Regions from separate parts of the Nomascus leucogenys genome. Here region 2 is linked to region 1. The links are chromatin contacts, called in public Hi-C maps. All regions are on one chromosome and are shown on one strand. Each heading gives the region's core, a stretch centred on a gene start, on an enhancer-like site or on the middle of the called end of the contact. The rest is flanking DNA. Distances are from core to core; before and after follow the strand shown.

Region 1 (7,734 bases), core at 2,998-5,497:
GGCCTCCACAACGCTCCTTATCTTAACCCCAAGCATTTCTTCTGCTGACTCAAACTCTTTAGGCAAAGCTTAACACTTTCAACCACTTGCCAATCAAGAAATCTTTGAATCCACCTGTGACCTGAAAGCACCCACTTCAAGATGACCTGCCTTTCTCGGCCAAGCTAACATATAACTCACACATATTGATTTATGTTTTTCCCTGTAGCTTCTGTCTCCCTAAAATGTATAAAGTCAAAGTATAACCCAAACATCTCGGGCACATGTTCTCAGGACCTTCTGAGGCTGTGTCACGGGCCATGGTCCTCACACTTGGCTCAGAATAAACTTCTTAAAGTATTTCAGAGTTTGGCTTTTTTCATCAACAGTATGAACTCTGTGCCTCCCAAATTTATCTGCTGAAGCCCTAACCTCCAACATGATGATATTAGGAGGTGAGGCCTGTGGGGAGTAATTAGGTTTAGAGGAGGTCCTGAGGGTACAGTCTCAGTGATGGGATTAGTGCACTTAGAAGAAGAGAAAGAGACAAAAAATCTCTCACTCCACCATGTGAGGACACAGCAAGAAGGCAGCCATCCACAAGCCAGGAAGAGAGCTCTCAGCAGGAGCCAAATCTGCTGACACCTTGATCTTGGACTTCCCAGCCTCCAGAACAGCAAGATATAAATGTCTGTTGTTTAAGACTCCAGTCTATGGTATTTTATCATGGCAGCCTGAGCCGACTAAAATGACCTCAAGTTAAATCTAAAACTTTGCCTCAGATGTCAACACCCAGGAAGCTACCATTTCTCCTTGAAACAATACATATGCAAAGAATATGCAAAGAAAACACACTTACAAAAGAAATAATCTCCAATGATAAGAGAAGCCAACTGAAGACTCTTTAAAGTGACAGACCCAAACATACTTGTTTCTGGTTAACTTTCATTTCCTCAGGCCCTATCAGTGCAGCGGGGACACATAACAGAAACTAAGGGAGGCCTGTGGCTTGCCCACCCCTGCCAAAGATATACTGAAACCTCAGCTCTTCCTTTCAAATCCAAGAGGTCTTGGAGAATCTCCCACGCACAAGACAGTTCTTAATTCTGTGATGCCCATTCGCCTTCCCTGGACCACTCAACTTATGCTTCCTGTTGTTTCCCCGGGGTGCTGCCATCATTCTCTAAGGCTGCTCATCCTGCCAACATTTCTGAGGCTCATGCCTCCTGGCCACAGATACAGACCTGTTTCCTAGTTGCTCTTTCTTCCACACTGTAAGTCATCTGGTATTAGAAATGCTTTGATGCAGTCATGGAGCTGAGTGAACACACTGTCTCAGACCCATGCAAACCTTCAGACACAGCTCCTTCATTCCCCAACAAATTTATTCTGAGTGCTTACCCAGTGCCAGGCACTGGGGAGGCAGGGATGAAGGAAATCCAGTTCCAGCTCTCAAAGGGAGGCTTGACTCATGAAGAAGAAGGCTCTTATGCTGGGCTCTCCCTTTGAAAAGCTTCTTAAAGCCTGTCCCACCAGGCATTGGCACAAGGAGGATGTCACCAGGTGAAGGTCTGCAGGACAGCATTCCAAGAAGAAAGCAAATGCAGGGTATGGACTTTCAGCCTGGGCTGCCACAGGGGCAAATCTCCTGCTGTAGTGACCTAGTATCACCCTCCACCTTGAGTTGAGAGACAGCGGCAATAACAGCAGGAGTAATTGTAACGAGAAATGGCTAGCATCACAGAGCACTTACAATATTCTCCACCAGCTCTGTCTAGGAGAATTATCTGTGATGCTGGAAATGTTCTATATCTGTGCTGTCCAATATAGAAGCCACTGAGAACTTGAAATGCAGCTGGTGCAATGGAAGAATCTCAATTTTAATTTTAGTTCATTTTGGTTATTTTAAATAGTCACCTGTGACTAGTGGCCACCATATCAGACAGCACAAGATATTGTGCTAAGCACTTTATGGGCAATATATTAATTTTAACAATAAGCAATGAGATAAGCATGATTTTTGTCTCCATTTCACAGATGTAGAAACTGAGTCCCAGAGAGGTTAAATAATTTGTCCAGGTCACTCATTTAGTAAGGGTAGAGCCAAGACTTAAACCCCAGCGATCTGACCCCAGAAAGGAGTGAATCCTGCATCGTACATTCATTCATCCATTCCAGAACCACACATTTGTTGTACCTATCATGAGTCAAGCAACATTCTAGATGATGGGGATATAGAGATACATGGGAAGGGGTCCCTGGACTCAGGGAGCAGACACTTTATGAGGGAGACAGTCAAACTAAAGGAAGCCTCAACACCAAGGAACAACAGCCATGTTAAGCTCAGCTGGTGGTGCTGGGGAGCCCTCCACTAAAGCCATTAAACACTGCATAGGGATGCTGGAGGTGGGGGTGGGGGGTGCCTTGAAGATGGTTAAGGCTCTCTAGTTTATAAGTCCTTCCTCCTTCCTGAGCCCTGGCCAGGACCCCCAGCTTTCCCCTAAAGGTGTCCCCCAATCCCCAACTATGATAAGAAATGTCTGCAGGGGGTATGGGTGGTCAGTCCCAGGGAGGGAGATCAAGTCCCCTCTCTCCCACGAGGCTCATGGGACACTCAACAACTTGAAACCTCCCCTGACATGCCCTGAACTGTCTGAATGGAACACTAGTAAACAACTTGGACCACAGCTTCCAGAACTTTCCTACTTTAGCATGCCCCAGAGCCTAAGAACAGGCTTGCAACAATGCTTTAGAGTCCACTCAACCGTGGTTCAGGATCCAGCTTCATCGCACACCACCCCAGCAACCTCGGGCATGCTTTTTAACCTTTCTGCACCTCCGTTTCCTCATCTGAAAAATAGGAATAATAATATTTACTTTCCAGGGTTGTTATGAGGATTTAAATGTGTGTGAAGTCCCTGATGCACTGTAGACATTTAACTGATGGCTGCTCTTTTTCTTAATAGTTATTATCAACTAAAACTAAAAGGAGACCATGTCCCCTTGCTCCTCTACCCTTTCCACCAGGGCACTAAGGCAAAAGAAGGCAAGGAGAGGTGTGGAATGCATGTGTGACTGAGTGTTAGGAGGCCTGAGATCTCATCCGATGCTGAGTCGCTCACATGTGTAAAATTGGATGAGTCACATCCCCACTGTTTCCTCATCTGTAAAAGGAGAGTGTTGGGCTAGACTTGGCAATCTTACATGCAAATGCCTGCTGGGATGGGGCAGAGAAAGAAAATGTCCTACTGTGGGGGCATCTGCCATTGAATTGTTGCTGATGGTTGCCGCATGGGAATGCCAGCTACTGTGCTCAGATATTCTGTGTCCACCAGAAGCTGGACATCTGGATTTCTTTGTAAGAAATCTTTAATTATAAAAAGAGGGTACATATGCCTATAGTCCCAGCTACTCAGGAGGCTAAGACAGGAGAATCATTTGAACCCGGGAGGCGGAGGTTACAGTAAGACAAGATCACACCACTGCACTCCAGCCTGGGCAACAGAGCAAGACTCCATCTCAAAAAAAAAAAAAAAAAAATGAGGGTAACTATTTGCATCTTTTTATCATATCAAACACTGTAAAGTTAAACAGGGCCTCCCAGCCCTGAGAGCCAGCAATTCTACTCCTCAGAGTCTCCGAAACACTGTTCCTCCACCCCTGCTGCCTCTTGTGCCTATTACTGAGAAAACATATCTTTCAGGTCCCCTTTTCAGTTCCTTCCCCTACGCGCGTCACAGAGTTTTAGGGCCACAAAGGTTGCCCCCTTCAGCAGCAGGCCTCCTGGAACCCTGCTGAAATGCTTTCTGGCAAGTTCTCCTTGCATTTCCAGGAGACTCTGCACCTCTCAGTTCCCAGTTCTAGCTGACGAAGATTGATTTTCTACACTGACCTCACTCCCCACTGTGCCCAACCAAAAGGGTTGATGAAATAATCATTTCAGCCACTCTGTGGGAGAGCAGGTGTGAAAACCAAAGCCGAGCTGACAGCCAGAGTTGCTGAAGTGCCATTCACATGCAGGGTACTGTTCAAAGCATGCTGTAGATATTTATCTACTTAGTCTCTGAGGCAATCCTCTAAGGTAGGTACTGTCGCCATCATCGTTTTGCAGATGAGAACACTGAGGTTCCAAGAGGCCAAGTAACCTGCTGAGGGTCACCCAGCTAGGAAGTGGCCCTGCTGAGTTCCAATGGGCTGGCTCCAGGGTCCCCATGTTTATAAGCTGCATTCCCTCAGGGCCTCCCCAGCTTTGCTCTCCAGTCTCGTATTTCACTTGCCCCAGGGAATTGTTTGTGCCTCTGTGCCTTTGCAAATGCTGATCCCTCCGCTGGGATGCTCTTCCCTCCATTCTCTGATTGCTGGACACCACAGCTGGCCCTTCCAAGCTCTCCTCAGTGAAGTCATCTGGACAATGGACTATTCCCTTCCCAGGCCTGTGTCTGTGCTGCGTATGTTTCATCACCGCATGATTCACACAACAAGCATTCCTCACTGTAAGTCCGTCTCCCTCGTGGGATCAAGGGCTCCTTGAGGGCAGGGTTAGGGTGCGCCAATTCAGCCCTGACTGCAAAGCAGGCTCAATGTGTGTTGTTCGAGATGATCTATGCTGAGCCCCTCCCCTTGCCTCCCATACTCTTTGGCTAGTCTGACCCCACAGGAACCATGGTACTGTGACTGGAGGACACTGCAGTTGGATCAGCTGATGGTGTTACCTTGCATTGGTTTGCCAGGGCTGTCAGAACCAAGTACCACAGACTGAGTATCTTAAAAGAATACAGATTTATTTTCTCACAATTTTAGGGGCCAGAAGTCCAAGGTTAAAGTGTCAGCAGGTTTGGTGTCTTCTAAGGCCATTCTCCTGGGCTTGAAAATGCCCGTCTCTTCCATGCGTCTTCACGTGTCCTTCCTCTGTGGGTGTCTGTGACCTATTATCCTCTTCTTGTAAGTTCACCAGTCATATTGGATTAGGGCCCACTCCAGTTATTCATTAAACCTTCATTACCTCTTAAAGACCCTTCCCAAGTACAGTCACATTTGAAGATACTGAAGGTTCAGACTTCAACATATGAATTTTGAATATATAAATTCAGCCCATAAGATATCCCAATTTCCCTCCCCTCTTCTGCTCCCCAAGATAATACCTATGCAGCTAGAATTATTAAAGAACATGCTGGGAGAGTCCTTCATGAGCATCCAGCCCAATCTTTGCATTTCACAAATGGAGAAACTGAGGCCCATAGAGGGGAAGTGAGTTGCTGCTGAAATCACTCAGCACATTGAGTCAAAGTCCCTGCCTGCTAATCCCGGGGTCTTCTTGTGAACCCTTCATCCATTTGCAGATCTTATCCTGGATATTCTTTGCCATCTCCCACCGCACTCTCCAAGGCAGAGTAGAAAGGAGGCTGGTGCAAGTCAGAGGAGCAGACTTCCTGCCAGGAAGCCTCGTCCCTTGCCCTGCCTGATGAAGGCCAGGCCCATACTCATGGCCTACCTGAAGCTTGGGCCTCTAGAGCCATTCAGTGGCCCCTGTGGCCAGATGTCCCGGACACCTGCAGGGTTTCTGAAAGCTGCTGTCCTCAGCCCAGCTCAGCCACAGAGCTCCCAGATGGGGAAGTTGATTTGCCAGTATCCCAAGTGAATTAACACAGAAACAGAAAACCAAATACTGCATGTTATCACTTACAAGGGGGAGCTAAAGCCTGAGCACACCCAGACGTAAAGATGGGAACAAAGACACTGGGTATGCCTAAAGGAGGAAAGGAGGGAGGCAAGGGCTGAAAAGCCTCCTGCTGGGTACTATGTTTACTATCTGGGTGAAAAGATCAATAGAGGCCAAAACCTCATCATCACACCATACACCCATGTCACAAACCTGCACATGGACCTACCAGATCTAAAATTTAGATTAAAAAAAAAAAAGAAACACCAAGCAATTGATTTCTCCATCTACTCCATAGCATTGATTTAAAAAGAAACCTGTCACCATCTCTCCTGCTCCGCTTGGGTCAACACATCCTGTCTCTAGCACTTTCTAGCAGTGTAACCTTGGACAAGTTACTTAACCTCTCTGTGCCTCAGTTTTATAATCTGTAAAATGGGAACAATAACAGTACCTTCCTTATAGGATTGTTATATATACTAAATTAGTTCATATGGGTACAGCATGTAGAATAGTGCCTAGAATATACTAAGCTCTATGTAAATGTTTGTTAAATAAATACATACATGACCCCCACCCTACCCAATACACCCAATATATCCACAATAAGCTTTCCTAAGAACCCATGATGTACAAAGCACAGTTCCTGGCAGAGAAGGGCTTATGGATGCAGATGTATCTGATACAGGCCTTGACAGGCAGGGAGAAATTCCCTAGCAGGGTGGAAGGCCAAGGGGGAAGGGAAGCCATCCAGGCAAAGGGACGAGCATGGCCTGAGTCACAGTGGCTTGAGAACACAGAATGTGTTCAGGGCAGGACAGATGCTGGTGGAATTAGAGCTCTGAACCAGAGGAGAGGTTTAGGAGCTGAAGCTGAAAAGATGAGAGAGATCAAATCTGGGAGAAACTGGATGCTGGAGTGAGGGACCTCGGACATGTGGTCCACTTGTCAATCCAGGAACGCACCAGGCCACCATGCATATGCCCGTCTCTGGGCCTTGCTCAGCCTGGCCCTGCCCCTACCCCTTCTGCCATGTAACAGACACTGAGTTTGAACTGTGCCCCAGCTCAGCACTGTGTCCAGAATCTAAAACTGAATAGGGTGTGTGTAGTCTCTGCCCTAAAAAGCAGCACAAAGTCAAAAAGGAGAAAGAGGTGGCTACGTAGACACTTCCAGGATGGTGGAAAAGAGGAACAGGACCCTAGACAAGGAGCGGCTCCAGCTGAACTTGAGATGAGCTGGGGAAGGGTAAAGAAAGGATGCTCCAGTCTATGAAAAGGCACCAGAGTGTGACACTGCAGGGCCCTTCAGAGAACTGCCATGGCCTGGCATGGCTGGAGCAAGGGTCACACAGGAGGGGCCGAGGGCACGGGACAGAGCAGCAGGGAGGAGGTGATCAGAGGCAGCAGCCAGACCAAGGGATCACATCATCACCCAGGAGTCTGTGGGCTCCAGAGGGACTTTTGGAGGGAAAGAGCCCAAATAGACTTACATTTTAGCTCAGTGGCAGAGCCTGAGACCAGAAAATTTGTAGAGGTGGCTTATCTGAGAGGTGACTCCAGTAAGCAGCAGTGACAGTGAAAAGAATGAGACAGGGGTGGGAGAAAAATTGGAAAGGGTGTGTGGTTGAGCTGGTTACCTCCACGGGCAGCCAGAGCCCAGTCCTGCTGGGACCCTCTGAGAAATCATGAACGAACCTCGTATGGTCACCAACTTTCATCTCTCGTTGATTGAGAGCTGCCCGTAGAAGGCATCAACTCTCCCCTAGGACCCAATAGGAAATCTTTACAGCCCCTGCCTCTCTCCCAACTCCCTTCTTTTGGAGTCCTCATTTCTATTCTAGGCTGTGCCTGGGCAGGGGCCGACTGGCCTTCTGTGGCTTTGAACAAGCCCTACATGTTTGAACAGAACTGCCCTCACAGCTGTGCTCAACTCAGTGGTCCAAAGGGGCACACGGAGCACAGAAACATCTGCAACAATCCCCGTGGGTACGAGACACATCAGTTAGAATTATGTGTAGCTAAAAATAACAAAGAAACAAAAAATAACAGTGGCTTAAACAAATTAGACCTTTATTTCACTCTTTCATTGAAGAA
Region 2 (7,734 bases), core at 2,689-5,188, 43 kb before region 1:
TTGTTCGCTGTTACAAGGTAAAACCAATAAAAGTTTAAATGCCCCAGTCAAAGTCCAACCAAGTAAACAGAAACCACTCTAGGTATTTGAAACCAGGGGAAATTAATATAGAGAATGGGTTACCTAGGTGAAGAGCAGGAAAGACAACCAGAAAATAGTGTCTTTCAATTCAGAGATGAATAATAGCAGGAAGCCACTATCACCCCTAAGCTGGTGGAACAACAGGAAGAGGCAGGATCGCAGCAACCCAAGGCTTAGGCTTACCCTGTAAGAAACTGGAACCGTGGCAGGAGCTAGAAGCAAGGAAGAAATGCAACCTCTCTGCCAGAGACACCTCTGAAGGCCGAGGGGAGGAGAAACACCCTGGTCTCTCCTTTCCTGATCCCCTTTGATCTTCTGCCAGTGCCTCCCTCTGGCTGGACCCAGCCAGAAACCAGGTGACACAAGAGTGACAAATGCATCTGGAGCCCACAAGTCCTGGTCCAAAGAAGCCTTCTATTTAGCAAGAAATGCAACAATGTGCTGGAAATGAAAATAACCCAACAAAGACACCCAAGGTCCCAAAGGCAGAGCCCAAAGGAGCGTGGAGTTCATCTGGTCCAAGTCCTGGTTCTATAGGTGAGAGTCCAAAGAGGAAAACCATGCGACTTGCCCAAAACAATGGCACAGCTGCCTCCAGGCAGCCTGGAACCCGGGCATCAGCTTCCCAGTTCATAGCTCTTTTCACAACATTAACTTTACAATCATAAAAAGCAGAGGCTCTTCAACTCACCAAACGGATATGTTCCACTAGTTGATTTCCAGGGCAATTGTTTGGACTTCAAAATTCATTTTTCCATGAAAACAAGGTTTTCTGGGCTGATTGTGGTCCCACACTGGCTATCAAATACCTATCGAGCACACTACATGGAAAAGAAAAGAACCTTAGTGCTCCAATTCAATAAGAAATCAAGGCCGGGCACGGTGACTCACGCCTGTAATCCCAGCACTTTGGGAGGCCGAGGAGGGCGGATCACGAGGTCAGGAGATCGAGACCATCCTGACTAACACGGTGAAACCCTGTCTCTACTAAAAATACAAAAAATTAGCCAGGCGTGGTGGCGGATGCCTGTAGTCCCAGCTACTCGGGAGGCTGAGGCAGGAGAATGGCGTGAACCCGGGAGGCGGAGCTTGCAGTGAGCCAAGATCACACCACTGCACTCCAGCCTGGAAGACAGCGAGACTCGGTCTCAAAAAAAAAAAAAAAAGAAAGAAAGAAATCAAAAGGCTGATTAGCATCTTTCTCCTAGGGCAGACCAGAAGAGAGAATGATCTCCCCCATCTCTCCTCCCTCCACCTTGCTGGCCAAGGTTTCCCCTGCTCTGACATGAAGGGGCAGAGCATCTTGTCATCCAACTGGTGACAGGGTACTTCTCCATCCCCACATCCTTTCCCACAGTGGTTGTTTCAAAAGGGCAGTCTGTGGTTGCAAAGGCAGCAACGAAGGGGCCTGGAGCTCCTGGAGGCCTGGAAGGGTCTCTCATTGTTGTTTTCTCATTGTTACTGTTGCTGGTGTTTGTTTTGCTCTTTACATCTTTGTGCCCTCGGCATCCTTCTAGTGACTGACACAATCCAATCCTGAGATTGTCACTCAGTACCACACCCCGCCCAGAAAGGTCTGAATTACCACCTTCAGGCTGCACTACGGGGAATGGTAATAGTCATTATACGATAATTTTATATTTGGGAAATGAAAACAATCCCTTTTGTTTTCTGCTATAAGTTAAAGAAAGTAAAATTTTTACACATGCAAAAGCAGTCTTCTTGGTTAATGAGGATATTTAGGAAGAACCAAGAGAGCTGAGCGTGTACTGAGGAAACACCTCCACATGGTGCCATCTTCAGTGGCAGAGATGGTCATGAGACAGGCGCTCCCCTCTCTGGGCTGCCGTCGATTTCCCTCTGGTTCTGGCAGAGAATCCCCTAAATGGCTGCAAGGTTGCCCACGCTTGATCTTCTGGTTTTGGACACCCTCCTACAGTTGTTAAGCTCTAATTTCAAGAACCAACTACACTGGAAAGAGAAACTACCCATCTACCCAAAAATGAGAATAAAAGTAAGATTCCTGGGAATGTAAAAGAAATGCAACTTAGTAGCTAATGCAAGAAATGGAAACAAATACGTTTCCTGCCTTGCAGGTCAAAACACAGAGACGTATTTCCTCAAACCTTGACGACTATCTCCCAGGTGAAAAGAACAGGAAATTAAGGTTTTTACAGCTTTGAGAGCATTCACACTCCAGTGCCCTTTGCTGTGAAGCCTCCCTGCCCTGTAGAGGCAGAAGTGTTTGTTCTTATCCCTTGCCTCCTTGCCCCTGACCCATGCTCCCATCCCATTCGATCAGGGACACCATATACAGTCGCACAGTCAGTGCACTGCACAAGTCAGGAGGTGCCATTTCCACCAGCTGTATTGTGACTGGGCTCCCTGGAGTTGTACGGCGCTTCCATCAGGATGTGTTTTGTGGCTTGCCTTGTATCACAACTGACACCTACAAGGCCATGGACTCCTAACTGACCTATAGTCACTGGCAGTATCCCTGGCACCTAGCACAATGCCTGGTACCTAGATAAACCTTAACATAAACTCCTAGGGATTTAAGAAGCAATTAATTTGACAAGAGAATCAGCACCACTCTAAGACAAGAAATAAGTAGTTATTTTAGGCCAGGCACAGTGGCTCACGCCTGTAATCCCAGCACTTTGGAGGCTGAGGTGGGAGGATCACCTGAGGTCGGGAGTTCAAGAGCAGCCTGGGCAACATGGTGAAACCCTGTCTCTACTAAAAATACAAAAATTAGCCAGGTGTGGTGGCACATGCTGTAATCCCAGCTACTCGGGAGGCTGAGGCAGGAGAATCACTTGAACCCAAGAGGCAGAGGTTGCGGTGAGCCAAGATCCACTGCACTCCAGCCTGGGCGACAGAGCAAGACTCTGTCTCAAAAAGAAAAAAAAAAAAGTCATTATTTTAAATAGGAGCAAAATTCTTTTAGAGTATGGATACTTCTTGAATTAACCTTAGATACTTTAAAGAGTAAATATAACATAACGGTTAAGATCTCTGGCCCCGGAGTCAGAAGGATCTGGGTTTCAATCCCAGCTTTACAACTCATTGAGCCATGCTGGGCATGTTCCTAGACCTCCCTAAGCCTTAGTGTCCTCATCTGTGAGGGTAACTGAGATAAAGCCTCAGCATGGTGCCTGGCACACACTCACGCTCAATGCATCTTAGTTGTAATTATGAAGTACATTGTTAGTGTCAGTTAATCCAGGCAATAACACAAAAAGAAAACGTTAGCTATCCATATTTATATCCCACAAAGAGGAATATGCTCAAGATCTATTAAGTGCCCAATTAATGTTTGCTTAGTGAATAAATGAGAGAGAAGATGAGGAGGAGGAAGGAAGGTAGGGGAGGAGGAGAAGGGAAGGAGGAAGAAGAAGAAGAAAGATGAAAGGGAAAGTGAGGAGAAGGGGTACTGAACTAGGAGTCAGGAGGGATACACCTTCAAATATGCCATCACTAACTTTGTGACTTGAAGTAAGTTCCTTTCTTGGTCTCAATTTGCTCCTTTTAAAGATGAAAAGTGACTGGATGATGCCTCAGTTTCCTCCCTCATGATACCCTCTCGGGGCTCCAGCAAAGACCAGAGTTCCCACTGCTGATCATTTTTGCAGTGTTCCCTTAGATGCTGCAGGTGGTGCTGCTGAGTTAGGAAGAAAACCTGTTTTTCTGCAACTTAGTTCTTAGCTGCCAAGTCTGTATTAATAGCAGACCAGAATTAGGGAAATCACTTACTTGTTGCTGAAATGCCTGGGGCGGTAAATGAGTCACTCTACTTCCTCTCTTTCCTACCTGGCCTCTCCCGTTGCCATGAAAGTGCCGCGGGTGTGGAATGGCAGCTAGCCTTGATTCTAGTTCCATTCCTGTTTCCGGCTGGTGACCTTGGGCAAAGATACGTGCCGTCTTAGGACCTCTGTTGTAGTCTGCAAAATGACGATAATAATTCTGGTACCCCAGGAGTGTTGAGAAGATTAATTAAATAATGTGTGTCAATGGACGATCACGGTGCCTGGCACCTAGTAGGTATTCAAGAAGTGTTGGTTTCCTTCCTTCTCTGCCTTTTAGTCACTGTGGATTGTGGTTAGCACTTCAGAAGAAATGAACAGAGCACAGTGACAGACAGATGAGGAGGTGGGCTTCCCAAGGAGGACGCACTGAGGAGGGGACAGGCCCTCTGAGGCTAGAAGGATGTGGAGGAGGAACAGCATCCCAAGCGAAGGGTCAGCAAGTACAAAAGCACCGTCCATCTCCCCCAGCTCCCCTGGCCCCTGCCATTACAAACCCATCTGCAATCCCTGGCTGGCTCTGACCTCTGAGCCCCAGGGTCTACCTCGTTCATACCCCTACAACAGCAGTCATTCGCTCCTATTGTACATTTTGCAAACATGCATGCCCCTTCGAGGACCAGGAATGCATTTTATTCATATCTATCTCCCCAGAACCTGGTGCAACAAAAGCCTTAATGAATAAACGAGCCAATGACTGCATCATACTGGGACCCATTCAGTCTCTCATTAGCTGTCTTTACATAAATGCATCTCGACCTTTTGGCGGCTTCCCATCTTGGCATACTCAGCACCTAGTACATAGTAAGTGCTCAGCAAATGCCTGCTACTGAACTTCAGTTTGATTGTCATGTATGGAGCACCGACTGTGTGGCAGGAACTCTACTCATCACCAGAGACGCAAAGATGTATCAGGGGTAAGCCAGGGTGTGAAGGACTCACCTTTTAGAAAAATAAAAGAACCAGGAGCACATATGCAGCAGTTGACACGTTCATTTCTCAAGTGCTTTATATGCACTCTTCTACTTAATCCTCACAAAAACCTGAGAGGTAGGTACTACGATTAGCGCCACTTCATAGATGGGAAAATTGAGGCTTGGGTGGAGAGACCCACACTGGGTGGCAGAGCCAGGCTAAAAGCCAGGGGTCTGTCACTAAAACCCTCGTCATTTACCACTTTGTCATAAATGTGTGCACACAGAAATAATGTAGACGTGTGCCCGGTGGGGGGGAACTGAGAAATGGAGGTGGCAGTTGGGATCTTCCAGAGGACAGTCCATGTGAATTGACCTTGAAGGACAAAAAGAATGTTTCCCGGAAGATCACGGTGGCAGCACAGAATTGCAGCAGAGAGGGAAAGGAATATTCAGGCAGAGGGATGCGGTCCCGCAGCCTGCAGAGACTGCGGTAATGAGGATGCAACACACAGCCTGGCCACAGGGTCTGCCTGGAGACACAGGCTCTTCCCTGCCTCAGGAAGATCAAGTGCTGGATCTAGAGCAGGCCAGCTCAGGAGAGGATACACAACAACGGGGACATACCTGGAAACGTTTTGCAGAGATAAGTTTAACAAATAGAAACTTGCCCTTTTTCGTAACTGATCTGTGGGACTTCCCTGCCTTTAGTCTTGGCAATCAAAACACATAAAAGCCTAAAGCACTGATTCAACATTCACTAAACTCCTACTCTGTGCCAGGCACTTACAATTAAATACCCACTCTGTGCTGTGACAGTCATACTTTGAGAGGCAGTGGAATTAATTGAGGTATGAATTTCTCTGGGCTTGAATTCAATTATGTTACTCATTAAATACGTCACTTTGCACAAGTTACTTCACACCTCTGTGACTTGGTTTCCTCATCTGTAAAATGAGAATATTGGTAATAGCTATCTCATAGGATTATTGTATTAAATGAGTTAATGCATATCAAGGGCTTAGAACACGGCCTGGCAGACAGTAAGCACCCAATAAATGCTAGATACTGTCCACGTGTGCTACTATTGGATCTATACTCTTTATGAAACACTTACTAAGGGCCAGGTGTTGGGCTGGAAGCCGAAGGTTTGGAGATGAGTGAGACCATGTCCCCTGAACTCCAGTGGGTCAGAGTTTAGTAAGCGTGAGGCTTATAAAAGAAGTTATCACAATTAAATGAAATAAGAGCTGTATTAATCATAATCACAAAGAAGAGGTAGGGTCTGTTGGGTGATGTATGGATACTGGCCATTCTATTAAACTGGGTGCATATTTAGCCTGCACCACAAAGCTTTAAGGGAGATGCTGTCATTGTCCTTGTGTTCTGAGTGAACACAAGATTCCTCAGCAAGGCATGCAGCTGGGGTGCAGAATGGAGGCAGCTGGGGTGCAGAATGGAGGCAGCTGGGGTGCAGAATGGAGGCAGCTGGGGTGCAGAATGGAGGCCGTGCTGCTAAGAAGGATGCATTCAGCTGTGGGAGCACAAGGAAGGAGGAACTGAGCCTATCAGCGGATGAGTTGCCGCTGGGGCACACAGAGCAGGTAGTATCTGGGCTGTCTTCGTGGATTCTGAGAGAGAAGGAATTCCAGGCAGGGGAAAGAGCACATGATGCAAAGACCTGGAGTTGGGAATGATACGGTCATTTGCAGAGACAGTCAAAAGTTGTCCCAGCTGAAGCAGAGGCGAAGTGTGAGACCCGTGCCTGCACAGAGGCCTTGAATATGGCGCCGTGGAGCTCATACTTGTTCCTGGAGAAGACAAGGAATTGCTGCGGTTTCCAATCAGGAGATGCTGAGCAAAAAGAAACAGCTCCCCCTCCACTCTTCTCCATGCATCCCCAGCCCCCCGGGAATCTGGGCCAAGGCAGGATCCGCAGGCTTCTTATTAACAAGCCCATCAAGGAGTCTGTCCAGCCTCCCGATGGCGCATAAATAATTTACAGTGACGGGGCCTGTTGATGTGGGATGGCAGCCAGCTGCCCGCTTCTTCAGCCTCACTGCTTCCTCTCGCTCCACTGGCCAACCAGGTCCCGAGGACCTGCGGGAGGACTCTGTCCTGAGTGACAGAGGCCCGGGAGCACCCAGATGCCCTCCACGCCACCGTCCCAGTGGGAGGCAGGGTGTTCACAGTCCCGGAAGACTGCAGAGCCCCTTGGCCCTGGCTCCCTGGGAGGTCACGTTTAACCCCATGAAGGCCTGAAGGGGCTTTTGTGTTTTCAGCACATTTCTCAGAAACAAGGCAGAAAGGTTTGACGTAGCCTAGGGGACAAGGCCAAAGCTGGACACAGACATAAGGGGTGTAGTGGCAAAGGGCTGGTGAGCCTGGCCTCCTGCCTCAGCCTGCAGGGGCTCCAGGCCTGGCCGGCCACTTCCTGGCTGCCTCACCTCGCCAGATCCTGTGCCTCAGTTCCCTTGACCACACAGAGGAGTCCCAAAGGAGACCTCCACAAAGCCTCCACACCATCTCTCCCTCTATGGCAGAAATTAAGTCCATCTGCCAAATGCAGGAATTAATCAATACAAATGCAGTGAAACCAAAATAATCACCCATTTAAAGTTATCCTGCAATCCCTACTGAAGTCACATTCAGCTACGTTGTGACACCAGCTCTGTTAGATGTGAGCTCGTACCTAAACCAAGTTGGTAAGATGTGAATTCCAGTGGGTGTGGAAGCTAAAGAAAAGCCTTCCAAATGAGGAGAAAAGCCTTTTGCTCAGACTTCGGCGGGAGAGGGGATGGTGAAATTGGATAAAAACTACTACAGTTAGGATGAGTGAGGAACCTTCTGCAGCTTACCTAGATGTCTGGATTTTATTCAGCTCTTGCTGCAGTATGAATTATCTTGTTAAATACACTAACCTATGATACTGT

Evidence for each region. A called contact is a pair of places that touch in the nucleus more often than the background predicts.
Region 2: a Hi-C map of a lymphoblastoid cell line shows a contact between it and region 1, with 6 times the contacts expected there. The contact joins two enhancer-like sites. A contact is called at or near these places in 2 of 4 Hi-C or Micro-C datasets (a lymphoblastoid cell line and an unstated tissue).

The regions. Positions count from the first base shown.
Region 1 is chr16:77,672,889-77,680,622 of Asia_NLE_v1, reverse strand. No RefSeq gene overlaps it. Among named protein-coding and RNA genes, the nearest start is that of TRIB1, 170 kb to the right of the region's middle. Within about 2 kb of position 4,247, the one cell type or tissue checked has an H3K27ac peak away from gene starts, as active enhancers do. A contact at or near this core is called in a lymphoblastoid cell line, where this site is marked.
Region 2 is chr16:77,715,470-77,723,203 of Asia_NLE_v1, reverse strand. No RefSeq gene overlaps it. Among named protein-coding and RNA genes, the nearest start is that of TRIB1, 210 kb to the right of the region's middle. Within about 2 kb of position 3,938, the one cell type or tissue checked has an H3K27ac peak away from gene starts, as active enhancers do. A contact at or near this core is called in a lymphoblastoid cell line, where this site is marked.